Linked DNA regions of Sus scrofa: region 2 is linked to region 1. A link is a contact called in public Hi-C data. All regions are on one chromosome and are shown on one strand. Each heading gives the region's core, a stretch centred on a gene start, on an enhancer-like site or on the middle of the called end of the contact. The rest is flanking DNA. Distances are from core to core; before and after follow the strand shown. Region 1 holds the start of GNG12 (guanine nucleotide binding protein (G protein), gamma 12). Region 2 overlaps GNG12 (guanine nucleotide binding protein (G protein), gamma 12).

Region 1 (5,546 bases), core at 2,186-4,685:
TTTGGGGCAGGAGCTATGATTCTAATCAGTCTAATCCTATGCACCTGATGTGCATTAAGAAAACAGCCACTTAAAAGGGTTTGTTTTAAAGATGGAAGCATTTTTTCTATTTCCTCAATGAGTCAATGATCTGACGAGTAGATTCCCTGAATTAACTGGACACCTAGTCCCCCCAAAGTTTACCATTAGTCACCATGCTTTTACAAAATATTTTCGACATGCTGCCAATCATTGCCTAGACACAGCTTATGGCTTATCTGTTGGCACTGGACATCAGTACACGAAAAGTAAATGTATATCACTGAGTCACATTTTTTCATAACTTCATTAAAAATCATACTAGATTAAAGACAAACACTACTATTTCTGTTTAATGTCCTACCCAGGGTTAATAAATATGACTATTTCAAATATAAATTGTCTTTAAATTTAAAATATGATTAATGAAATGTTTCTGATGGCCTGACTCTAAAAATAGTATACACCTGTTAACCTCATACCAAAAGCACATTAAAATTGTTAATCCATTAATCAAAATTATTCATACCACTGTGGTAGAAATATGACACACACATGCATACAAGTATTTTATGTAGGTACATAGATAGATGGATAGAGACAGCACTGGCTCTATCTATCTATAAATCCAGGTAACTTGTTTCGAATTTAGTTGCCCTAGCATTTCCAGAAGCTCTACCTATTCATCTATCAATCAAATCGGGTTCCTTCTTTACCTGATTTATTTGCTCTATCTAGTGTTTCCAGAAGATTCAAACAGCCGTCTTTTAATTTATCCGAGAGCTGGCTGCCAGAATCAATAGATAAAATATCTAATAATTTCAAACGTTATCTGTGTGTTCGGTGCAAAGTATTTTCCAATGATTGTTTCATATACTTTCACAAAAACCCTCAAGACAGAGACCACTAACCATCCTTGTTTTATAATTCAGACTGAAAATGGTTAATTAATATTCCCATCCACATCTGTCCAACACCAAAACTCATACCCCAAATCACTGTTAAGCCGATTCTCTCCCAAATCAGAAAAATTTGACCTCCACAACTTGACTCCCTAAATTAAGCTTAAGCTGACGTAAACAAACAAACAAACAAACAAACAAACAAAACGACCTCCTATACAAATCCAACACAATAAATGATATAATTCTAAACCTGATTTTTTTCCTCTCAGAGGTTTTCAACATAAAAAAGAGCAAAACTAATCTCCTATTAGCTAGGCATTTCTTCAAGTGTTTTGACTACGCAGCTTTTTGCTGTCACAACTTGACAAGCCACCCATGTCCTTCAACAAGTGACAACATAAGCCCGACACCGCAAACCTCATTGTTAGAGAGCTAGGCTTTCAAATGATGCTGGGAGCTTGCTACACAGAAAAATTTTAGAGTATTAATCCTTTCCGCTTCTTGTGAAACACAGATACACATTTTTAGGTATTTTTACACAAATCTATTGTCCAGATTCAATACCTCTGTGAATTACCTGGGTTAAAAACAGTAAATACACGACTGCATTTTTAAAAATAAGGCCTAAAGGCACAGTCATCAGACTGTTCGACATGTGTTGGACCTAAACCAGGGTTTTATGGTGCTAGTTAGAGAAGGCAAAGGGACTGAAGGCTTGATCCCAAAGTCCTTTTACCACTGAAATCTCTGTAAAAGGTTTCATTACTTTAAAAAATTATGTGTGTGTGAATCATGTTTGTTTATTGAAAAAAGGGCTTGCTAACACATACACTTTTTTTTTTTTTTTTTTTTTTTTAAAGAATCAAAACAACTCCTTCCTTGAATGTGACTGTTTTGGCAACAGTTAAACCCAACCCCGTCATTCTAACACTGCCCGCCTTCCTGGTTCTACTAGGTGAGGGCCGCCATCCTGCCATCATTTATAGGCAGAGCTGAGAAGCACCAGCAATGGTGCAGCGTGGTGACGAGCACTTTAAAAACACAGCCAAACTCCGCTTTTAAAGTAGAGAACACGCAGACACAGTCCCTGCTGCTGACAATGTCCAAAAGATTCCTTATAGACAATCTATCTAGACGAAGCTACAACAGCCCCAGGAAATATAAACAGTGTCGGCAAGACAGCGGGGGCGGGGTGGGGGGGAGAGGAAACAACTGATGGGAAGGAAGCTAATCATGTGAAGTTTGTCCAACTCCACAAGGTCTAATACATTCCAGTCCGTTTCCACTCACAGCAGCCATTAAACGTGCCCTGACACGTGGGCGCAGGGGACCTCCTTTCTCTCAGGTTTTTGACCATTTTCTTCTCTGTGCACTTGTTTGTACACAACCGCGCCTGGGCAGGGGTGATCACAAGACGACAGGCCGCGGCAGTTCCCTCACTCAGATTTCCAGTTACCCAAAGTTTCGCTCCACCGCGGGGATTTAATGAGAATCACGAGTTCCTTTTCGAAAGTTATGAATGGTTTAAGTCAAGTTTACAAGACACAAACAGAAGGGGAGGAACCGGTGGGTCGAGAGGCTTCAGGGACAGCATTTTAAAATTAGCTTTAATTGATATACCCTAGTCGAAAAAAAATTTTTTAAAGTCACTCTGTTCCACGCAATAAGTCCGGGCAATACTTTTTTAAAAAATCACGCAAGCCTCACGTCTGAGTCTTGACCTCCTCCTATCATCCGCAAATGATAGCAGTCTCCAGACCGCTCACTGCTCGGGGGTCCCTCGCGGGACGTGTGATCTCTGCGACCCGCTATTTCGCCGCCAGACCCCCAACCCCCAGCGGGTTCCAGGGCTGCGCCTTCGCTGCCGAGTCCCCAGAAAGAGCGGAAGAAAGTAGGGAAGAGGGGCGTGGCGCCGGGTCGCCCCCAGCTGCCGGCCCTTCTCGCAAACCTGGCAGCGCCGCAAGCTGGAGCTGGGAACCCCGGAACCTCCCAAACCTCCCAGTCCCAACCCGGCGCGGGGCGCACGGCCGCGGGCCGGTGAGGAAGCGAGCGAGCCGGGAGACCTTCTCTCGCTCCCGCCCTCGTCCCGGGGGCCGGTTCCCAGCCCTGGACCCGCAGGGCTGCGGGCTTCCCGCGCCCTCCGGCCGCTGCCGCCCGTCGAGGGCGAGCGCGCCGTCCGTCTCCGGGTCTCGGCGTCCCTTGCCCTCCCTCCCCCATCCCGGTCTCCGGCGCCCAGTGCCCGGACCAGTCCCCGCCCTCTGGGACACTCTTCCCTCCTTCCTTCCTTCCTCCGTTCCCTCCCTCCATCTCGCTTCCCAGCACTGGGAACTCGGAGGCGGCTCCCGAACTGGCCAGCCGACGCCCCGCGCTGCGCCCTGGTCCCTTCGGGGACCCGACTTGCCACCTGCGCCCGCTGCTCGGTGCTCACTCGCCTGCCAGAGCGCTGCCCCTGCCACCACCGCTGCTGCCGGGGACTCTGTCTCTAAGGGCTCCTGGAGACGGCTCCGACCTCTCCTCCTCCTCCTGCTCCTCCGGGCGGGCGCCGGCTCCGCCTCGCTCGGGGTAGGCGGGGCGGACAGCCCGACGGGCGGGGCGGCGGCGGCCCGGACTCCTTCCTCCTGGCCTAGCCCTCCTCCCTCCTGCCCAGACGCCCGGGCTCTTACTCAGTTCGGCCGCCGAACCCTTGCTTTGCCGCACGTGGGCTGGCAGAGAGGAGAGGTGGGGAGCGTTGAAGTCCCGCAAAGGTCTGGCCGCTTTGGCCACCCCCCGTTTCCCTTCCCCAAATTCCCTAAAGCCCTGGAGTTCAAAGATTCTTCGGTTCCCTCCCACCCCCCATTCACGACCCTGCACAGGGCTGTTCTCACTCCTCGGAAGTTTCCCTCGCGTGTGAACGCCTTGCCAACCCTTATGCCAACCGTCCCTTAGGCCGCGAATATGTGCTCTGCCAACCCCCTACACAAAAGTTAGGCTCTGTTCCAGGAATTTCTTAAGAAAACAGTCACAGCAAAATTTAAAGGGCCCTGGGGCCACAGAGAGATTTTGCTTCCCAGAAAGTGGAGCTATAACTGCAGATTGTTGAATGTGAAGTACACCCGCCCATCATGAGCTTCCCTTCCATTGCTCCACCATGAGATTTGTGTTTCCGAATGCCCAGTACCTGGCAGAGTTCCGCTTAATGAACGGAATTCGCTTTGGTTTTTTTCTGGATGGATTCAGGGTCCAGGAGTTTGAGAAGCCACGTTCGTTTCCGTAGACTTCAAACTATTAATACAGCCATTCAACAGTCATTGACGTCTGCTATGTGCCAAGCTCTGCAATAAAGGTGATTGGTGGTGGGGGTGGGGATGTCACCCTCAAAAAGTCCAGAAAGAGTCCAGAAAGAGTGAAAAAGATGGATGTGCAGAAATAGTATCACTCAGCAGACTTCTCGCACATTCCTAGGTGTCTGCTTTCTTGTTTGACAGGGTGGAGATAAAAGAGTAAATGCTTTCATGTACGTAATCTCATCTGGAAACTGAGACACCAAGAACTTAAGGGGCTTATTGAAACTTTTCTAATATAGTACTATTCAATGTGTGACTCACAGAACAATGACTGTCTGGGAACTGCTACCCATCTGTAATGGGATAAGCATAGAAAGTGAAAGTGAGCATGTAAAAACTTTTATAGCAATTTGTGTGATTTTCTGCCTGTTAAATTTGATAACGAAGAATATGGCCTTGTATTTGGTATGTCTCTTTTACTTTTCTCATTATTCATGTTGTATTTATCATGTTGGATAAAAGCATCAGCCTGCAACAGATTGAAAATAAAATCCCACAGATAGTTGGAGATGCACTGATCTAGTTAGGAGCAAGGCAAGAATAATAAGAGCTAACACTTTCATGGCAGATGTTGCTCTAAGTGCTTTACATATATTAATTTTATTAATCATCCTACCAACCCTAGCAGGTAGGCTCAGGGATGTTAAGCCAGGCAGCTCAAAAGTGGCAGAGCCAGAATTCACTGCAAAGAGTCTGGCCCCAGACTTTGTCCTTTTACCCACGACCCTCAATCCAGTGTTCTTTCTGCTCCACTGTGTGCAAACTTCAGTAATTTCACGTTTCTTCTTTGTACCTTCTATATGATTTTTTTTTTTTTTTTGCCATTTCTTGGGCCGCTCCTGCGGCATGTGGAGGTTCCCAGGCTAGGGGTCGAATCAGAGCTGTAGCCACTGGCCTACACCAGAGCCACAGCAATGCGGGATCCGAGCCGCATCTGCCACCTACACCACAGCTCACGGCAACGCCGGATCGTTAACCCACTGAGCAAGGGCAGGGTTCGAACCCGCAACCAATGGTTCCTAGTCGGATTCGTTAACCACTGTGCCATGACGGGAACTCCCCTGATTTTTAATTTATATTTTTAATTGACTTAATTTTGTTATTTCTTACATATATGAGGCTTGCTGTTAGTCAATTCATCTGTGAAATCCTGACTTTGAAAAGCTAGCAGCAGCCTCTTACTCTGGATCAAAGTACATGCCCAACTCCAGCAACGGTTGTCAGTGCTCTGCCATATCCCTCACCTGTGATCCTTCTCCAGTTTCACACACACTGGCTCCAGGTATGCATTCATTCCCCT
Region 2 (5,187 bases), core at 1,331-3,830, 69 kb before region 1:
CCATCACTGGCCTTTCTCCTTTAATGTCTATATTTAAGGATATGATATTAACAACTTTTTCTAAGATGCTCCTGGCAATCTGGAGTCCTGCAATTGACAAGCGGCCTTAACACACTGGCATATTAGAAGATCTATTATCATTTAGGGAGACAAAAGTAATATTGCATTGCTGTTTCAATAGACTTCATCTTAAAGTATGGTTACAAATAGTACTATTCGATCCTACTATATAACACAGGAAACTATATCTAATTACTTGTGATGGAACATGATGGAGGATAATGCTAGAAAAAGAATATATATACATATGACTGAATCACTTTGCTGTGCAGTAGAAATTGACAGAACACCATAAATCAACTATAACAGAAAAAATAAAAATCATAAAAACCCCACAAATATCGCTGTTCCTCTCGTGATTGATCCTGAATACATTTGCCTGTCTGTTCTCTTGTTGATTCTTTTGTTTGTGCATTTCTTCATTCAGGAAATCTCCACTGAGTGTCTGCCCTGCGCCAGTATTTTTCTGGGTGCTGACATTAAGCTCTTGTGTAAAGAGATATACACAGTAATGCATATTATGCTACGGGCTATGAAATAACCCTGCATCAAGCAACAGGAGGGAGCACTCCAGGGGGCGTGGGCAAGAGCCTGGTGTGCTGAGAAAGACACTGAGGTGATGTGGCTGCAGTGGGGAGGGGTTGGGGGGAGAGGAAGAAAAAAGGAAAAAGGGTCCAGCCTTTGGAGCTCCCACCCCCGGTTCCATCTCCTCGCACTTATCACAACAATCCTCAAAATGTCTGCAAAACGCTGCCCTTTACTAAAAACACGAACTCCTCTATTGCTCATATATGGACCAGGCTCAAACAGCCATTTCTAAAGTTGGCCCTTCTCTCCTCTGTCTGTCCTAGTCAGCAGAGTCTGAACTTCAGGGAGCTACCCTGTGTGAATAATAACGAAAATATCCTGAAATTCGGGGGAACTTACACACCAACTCTGATGTTGCTTGGCCTGGCAGTTACCTGAATATCAAGGGATCATTAACGAATCAGGCTGTCTCAACAGTAATGGCTGGTTTCAACAGTGGAAAGGGGACAGATGCCCAAGAACGGAGAAAGGGGTGTGTGTGTGTATCTTCTCAAATCATCAGGATGGTGGCTGCAACCACAGGCAAGGAGGTGGGGGTTCATGAACAAGAGCAACCAGCCTGGGCCGTGGGCTGTGGCCAGGCCAGCAGAAAGTCCAGCCCCTAGGCCCATGCCCTCCTCTGGACTTTGTCAGAGTGAGACAAAAGGCAAGAAACTAGGAGTTCCCATCGTGGCTCAGTGGTTAACGAATCTGGCTAGGAACCATGAGGTTGGGGGTTCGATCCCTGGCCTTGCTCAGTGGGTTAAGGATCCGGCGCTGCCATGAGCTGCAGCTCAGATCTGGCATTGCTGTGCCTGTGGCACAGACCTGCAGCTACAGCTCCGATTAGACCCCTAGCCTGGGAACCTCCATATGCTGCGGGTGCAGCCCTAAAAAGACCAAAAAAAAAAAAAAAAAAAAAAAGTTACTAATATAAACACAATGGGCTGCACCCTCCATTGGGGGGCAGAGATCCAGGACAATGGTGATGATAAACATTCATCAGGGATGTGAACTATCACTTGGTGAACAAAAGATAGCAGATGAGGTTTCCATTGTGAAAGCTCTTACGACTGAAGACACAATGTAAACTAAACAATTGGGTCAGATCCAGTCATTAAAAGCAGTTGAGTAATTAACAAAGGGTTGATAAAGGTGAAAATCATATTTCAACAGAAGATGACATATATAGAAAGGTTTTTGGTTTTGGTTGCACCCACGACATGTGAAAGTTCTTGGGCTGAACCTGTGCCACAGCTGCAGCAGCGCTGGATCCTTAACCTACTGTTAAGGAACTTCCTGGGACTGTTTTTATATTTGAACCAGTGTCCTTTTAAGTCTGTTTTGCATTTTACATTTAAAAATACATAAAATGTGTAGGAAGTAGTAGTCAAATAACTATTACCTAGTTAGCCCAACAGTGACTTTCTAGCAGGTGTTAGTAATAAGTGTAAATGAACTGAGACAAATGATTTAAACTAGCATCACTAAAGCGGATTTCAACATGGGTGGCTGTGAGCTGGAGTCTGTAAATTAGCATCACTAAGAGATATCCAGTTGGTGGTTGAAATGCCTATTCTCTGGTTGATTTTACGTCTCTGCCACAATCTCAAGGAGTAAAATAAGCCTACAGAGTGGTAAAGATTTGCCATAGTTAGCGTGGTGGCAAAGTTTTGCCAAAAAAGTCTACTGCAGTTTAATATGTGTGAGCCTTAAAACTAGTGGCATTTTAACTATTTTACTCTTTACAGATTTAAAATAAAATTAACTCTTAAGTTTAGAAACAGTTTCAAGGGAAAAAACACCCCCAAGTCCCAAGCCCTTATCGATCCAGCCCCTTTTACTGTCGTAACTTATCAGAGGATGACAATTTCTTTGCAGATTATCAGTCAGAACAATGAGGAAGCCTGAGAGCTCATTTTTAAACAGTTCTCCACTTCTCCACCAGGGGGCGAAAGTTGGCCAGCATTTGACTGAGAGAATGATTTATAAACTTGGATATTCTTTTGCATAGTGTCAGAAAGATATTCATGTATAAAAACAGCCTTTCCCCTCTCACTGCTTCTCAATACATTTAATCCTGACTGATTAGCAAAGCAAGCCAGCGCTTGTGCGGAATAAGAGGAAAGAGACACAGTGATGGGCTAAGAGCAGCCGGCACACTTGATCAGCACAGCCCTGTACTGTAGGTTGGCCGGCCATTCTCCCAAGACTTGAGATCAGAGTGATGGTTTTGCCAAAGCTGATCCAGTTTCAAGGATATTCCCCCACCACCACCCCTTTTTTAAAGAAGCATTTTCCACTGGCCTTTTTTAGCCAGCTGATGCCTCATGCAGGGCTGGCTCCTTTTGCCCAGCCCCTTTGCAGGGCCTCCCTCCCAGCAACCACAAAGCCACAGGAGGCCTGAGAGCGCAGGCCCTGCCTTCCTGCAGGGACCGGGACCTTTCCACCCAGGGAGGGTGTCTGGTGGCCAGGAAGGAGCCCAGACAGCAACCCCTGGCTGGGCCTCCCTCCCCTCAGTCACGGGGTCAGGAGCTCTGGGTGGGAACTTGCTTCTAGCTGGATCTAGCTGCAGCAGAGGAGACAGACAGACAGACTGACTGACACACACACACACTCTCACACATGCAAAGCCTGTCCCTGAACAGGAAGCAAGTTGGAGTTTTAGCATCTTGGTGCCAGTAGCACAGGCTGGAGCGAAAAAACCCGGAGCCAATTCTCCCAGGTCTGGGGACAGTCCCAGTTTTTGTGGCTCCTGAGCCTCATACAATTTGGGGGCCTCTTTAGAAAAAGAATATGAAATTAGGAAGAGCACACACGGGGTTCTTGCCAGTAGGAGGTCCTGAGGCTTCGGCTTCACAACCACCATTAGCTCTGGGGTAGGTGCTGTGAGTTGAGGATGTGCTGACACGGGGGTCCCGTGAGCCTTGGGCACCGAAGGACGGCGGCGGCGGGGGAGCAGGGGTGGGTTCTCTAAGGCCACATGGCTCAGCTCTCCCTTGGGGAGTGGGCTCCGGGGTTGGGCAAGGAAGAGGGCAGGAGATCCTGCTCCCTTTTCATCCTGCCCCCAGTGCATGGGCAGATGCTCCATAAACCCTCGCTGACCAACCAACTGAAGTGGCACCGCTGCCCTGCCCCCTCTCGTCTTTCTGGCTTCCCAGCCATATTTCACATCAAGGAAGATTCCTGCTGAAATGACTATCCACAGAGGTAAGTCAGCAAGAGTAGGTTTCCTGCTCCCCTGGATCATTTGTCCATCAATGTGTCCAGGCATGAATGACACCAACTTCAGAGTCAGTCCCCCAGCGAATGATGTTATCACCCTTCTTCACAAACCCGGCATTTGATGCAGCAGGGCACCTGGTCAGTAACAAGCAAAGGGGACAGGAACTCTGCTGGCTCAGGATCCCAGAGGACCCGTGGAAGAAACGGCTCAACAAATGCAGGCAAAAAAACCAAAACAAAACAACCACTGCAGGCATTTCCCTGTCACAGGGAGCAAACCTCCTCAACAGGAATCCCTGCTCTGCTGCAGGCCAGCTCTCTGCCCTGCCTAAGCCTCAGTCTGCAGTTTGGGTCATCTTCTTGCAGCTGTGGCTCTGTCCTCCTCCCCCATGTCTCCTTCCAAGACCTCCTTGGGTGCCACGAAGGTACCCACTCTGTGTTTTTATTGAAAGATCACAAAATAAACTGATCTGAATTTAAAGCATCTGGCTAAATATAGCTATGTTTGCATATTTCCGTGGGACTTGTAAAAATAATACATAAACTTCTAATCGAGTGGCAAAATCACTTACCCAAATCTTAACAAGGAAATGAGCTGATGCCTAAAAAAAAGTAGAAAGCTGTTTGGTTGAGTTATGTAGCTGGCTTTCACATATGCTACAGTTTGGTATTTATAAGCAAACACGCTACTAAATGTTCCTTGTTCTTTCTTGAACAAAACAGTGAGAACTTCTTCCATCTGAATGCGTCTTCATGAAGCCATTTATCACAAGGAAAAAAGCGTCCTGCAAATTCTAATCTGTGAAATGGAGATAATATTGTGATGGGAGAATCATGGCCACCCTTATTTTTGGGTGCTTCCTATGTGGCCGGCCTGAGCTGAGCATTTCATACTGATTATTTCACGTAATCCTCTCAACAGCCCTGTAGTGTTATCCTCAATTTATTACTGTGAAATCTGAGGCTTTAAGAGTAAGCGACTTGCTCGACGATTCCTGGAGAAGTGCTACTTTTCCCAAAGCTTTAGAAGTTTTTTAGACATCATCACGATAGTCCAAGGCAAATGATGATTAATAATAGCCTACTTACTGAATACATACTGGGTGACAGGCTGCTGTGCTGAATCCATTCCATGCACTGGTTCCTGTAATCCAGCTAACTTAAAAAAATTTTTCAGTTCCCGTCGTGGCTCAGTGGTTAACGAATCCGACTAGGAACCATGAGGTTGCGGCTTCAATCCCTGGCCTTGCTTAGTGGGTTAACGATCCAGTGTTGCCGTGAGCTGTGGTGTAGGCCCGCAGCTACAGTTCTGATTCGACCCCTAGCCTGGGGACC

The links. A called contact is a pair of places that touch in the nucleus more often than the background predicts.
Region 2: a Hi-C map of embryonic fibroblasts shows a contact between it and region 1, with 3 times the contacts expected there. The contact joins the enhancer-like site here to the promoter of GNG12 in region 1. A contact is called at or near these places in 5 of 47 Hi-C or Micro-C datasets (embryonic fibroblasts, heart right ventricle and mesenchymal stem cells) and 1 of 2 datasets of contacts at active chromatin or transcription factors (alveolar macrophages).

Annotation. Positions count from the first base shown.
Region 1 is chr6:144,780,413-144,785,958 of Sscrofa11.1, reverse strand. GNG12 (guanine nucleotide binding protein (G protein), gamma 12) reads right to left here and starts at 3,435. Exons shown (of 5, transcript NM_001145387.1): 1 at 3,356-3,435.
Region 2 is chr6:144,849,179-144,854,365 of Sscrofa11.1, reverse strand. All of the region lies in intron 2 of GNG12 (guanine nucleotide binding protein (G protein), gamma 12), which reads right to left. Among named protein-coding and RNA genes, the nearest start is that of GNG12, 69 kb to the right of the region's middle. Within about 2 kb of position 2,580, at least 36 of the 83 cell types and tissues checked have an H3K27ac peak or open chromatin away from gene starts, as enhancers often do. A contact at or near this core is called in embryonic fibroblasts, where this site is marked.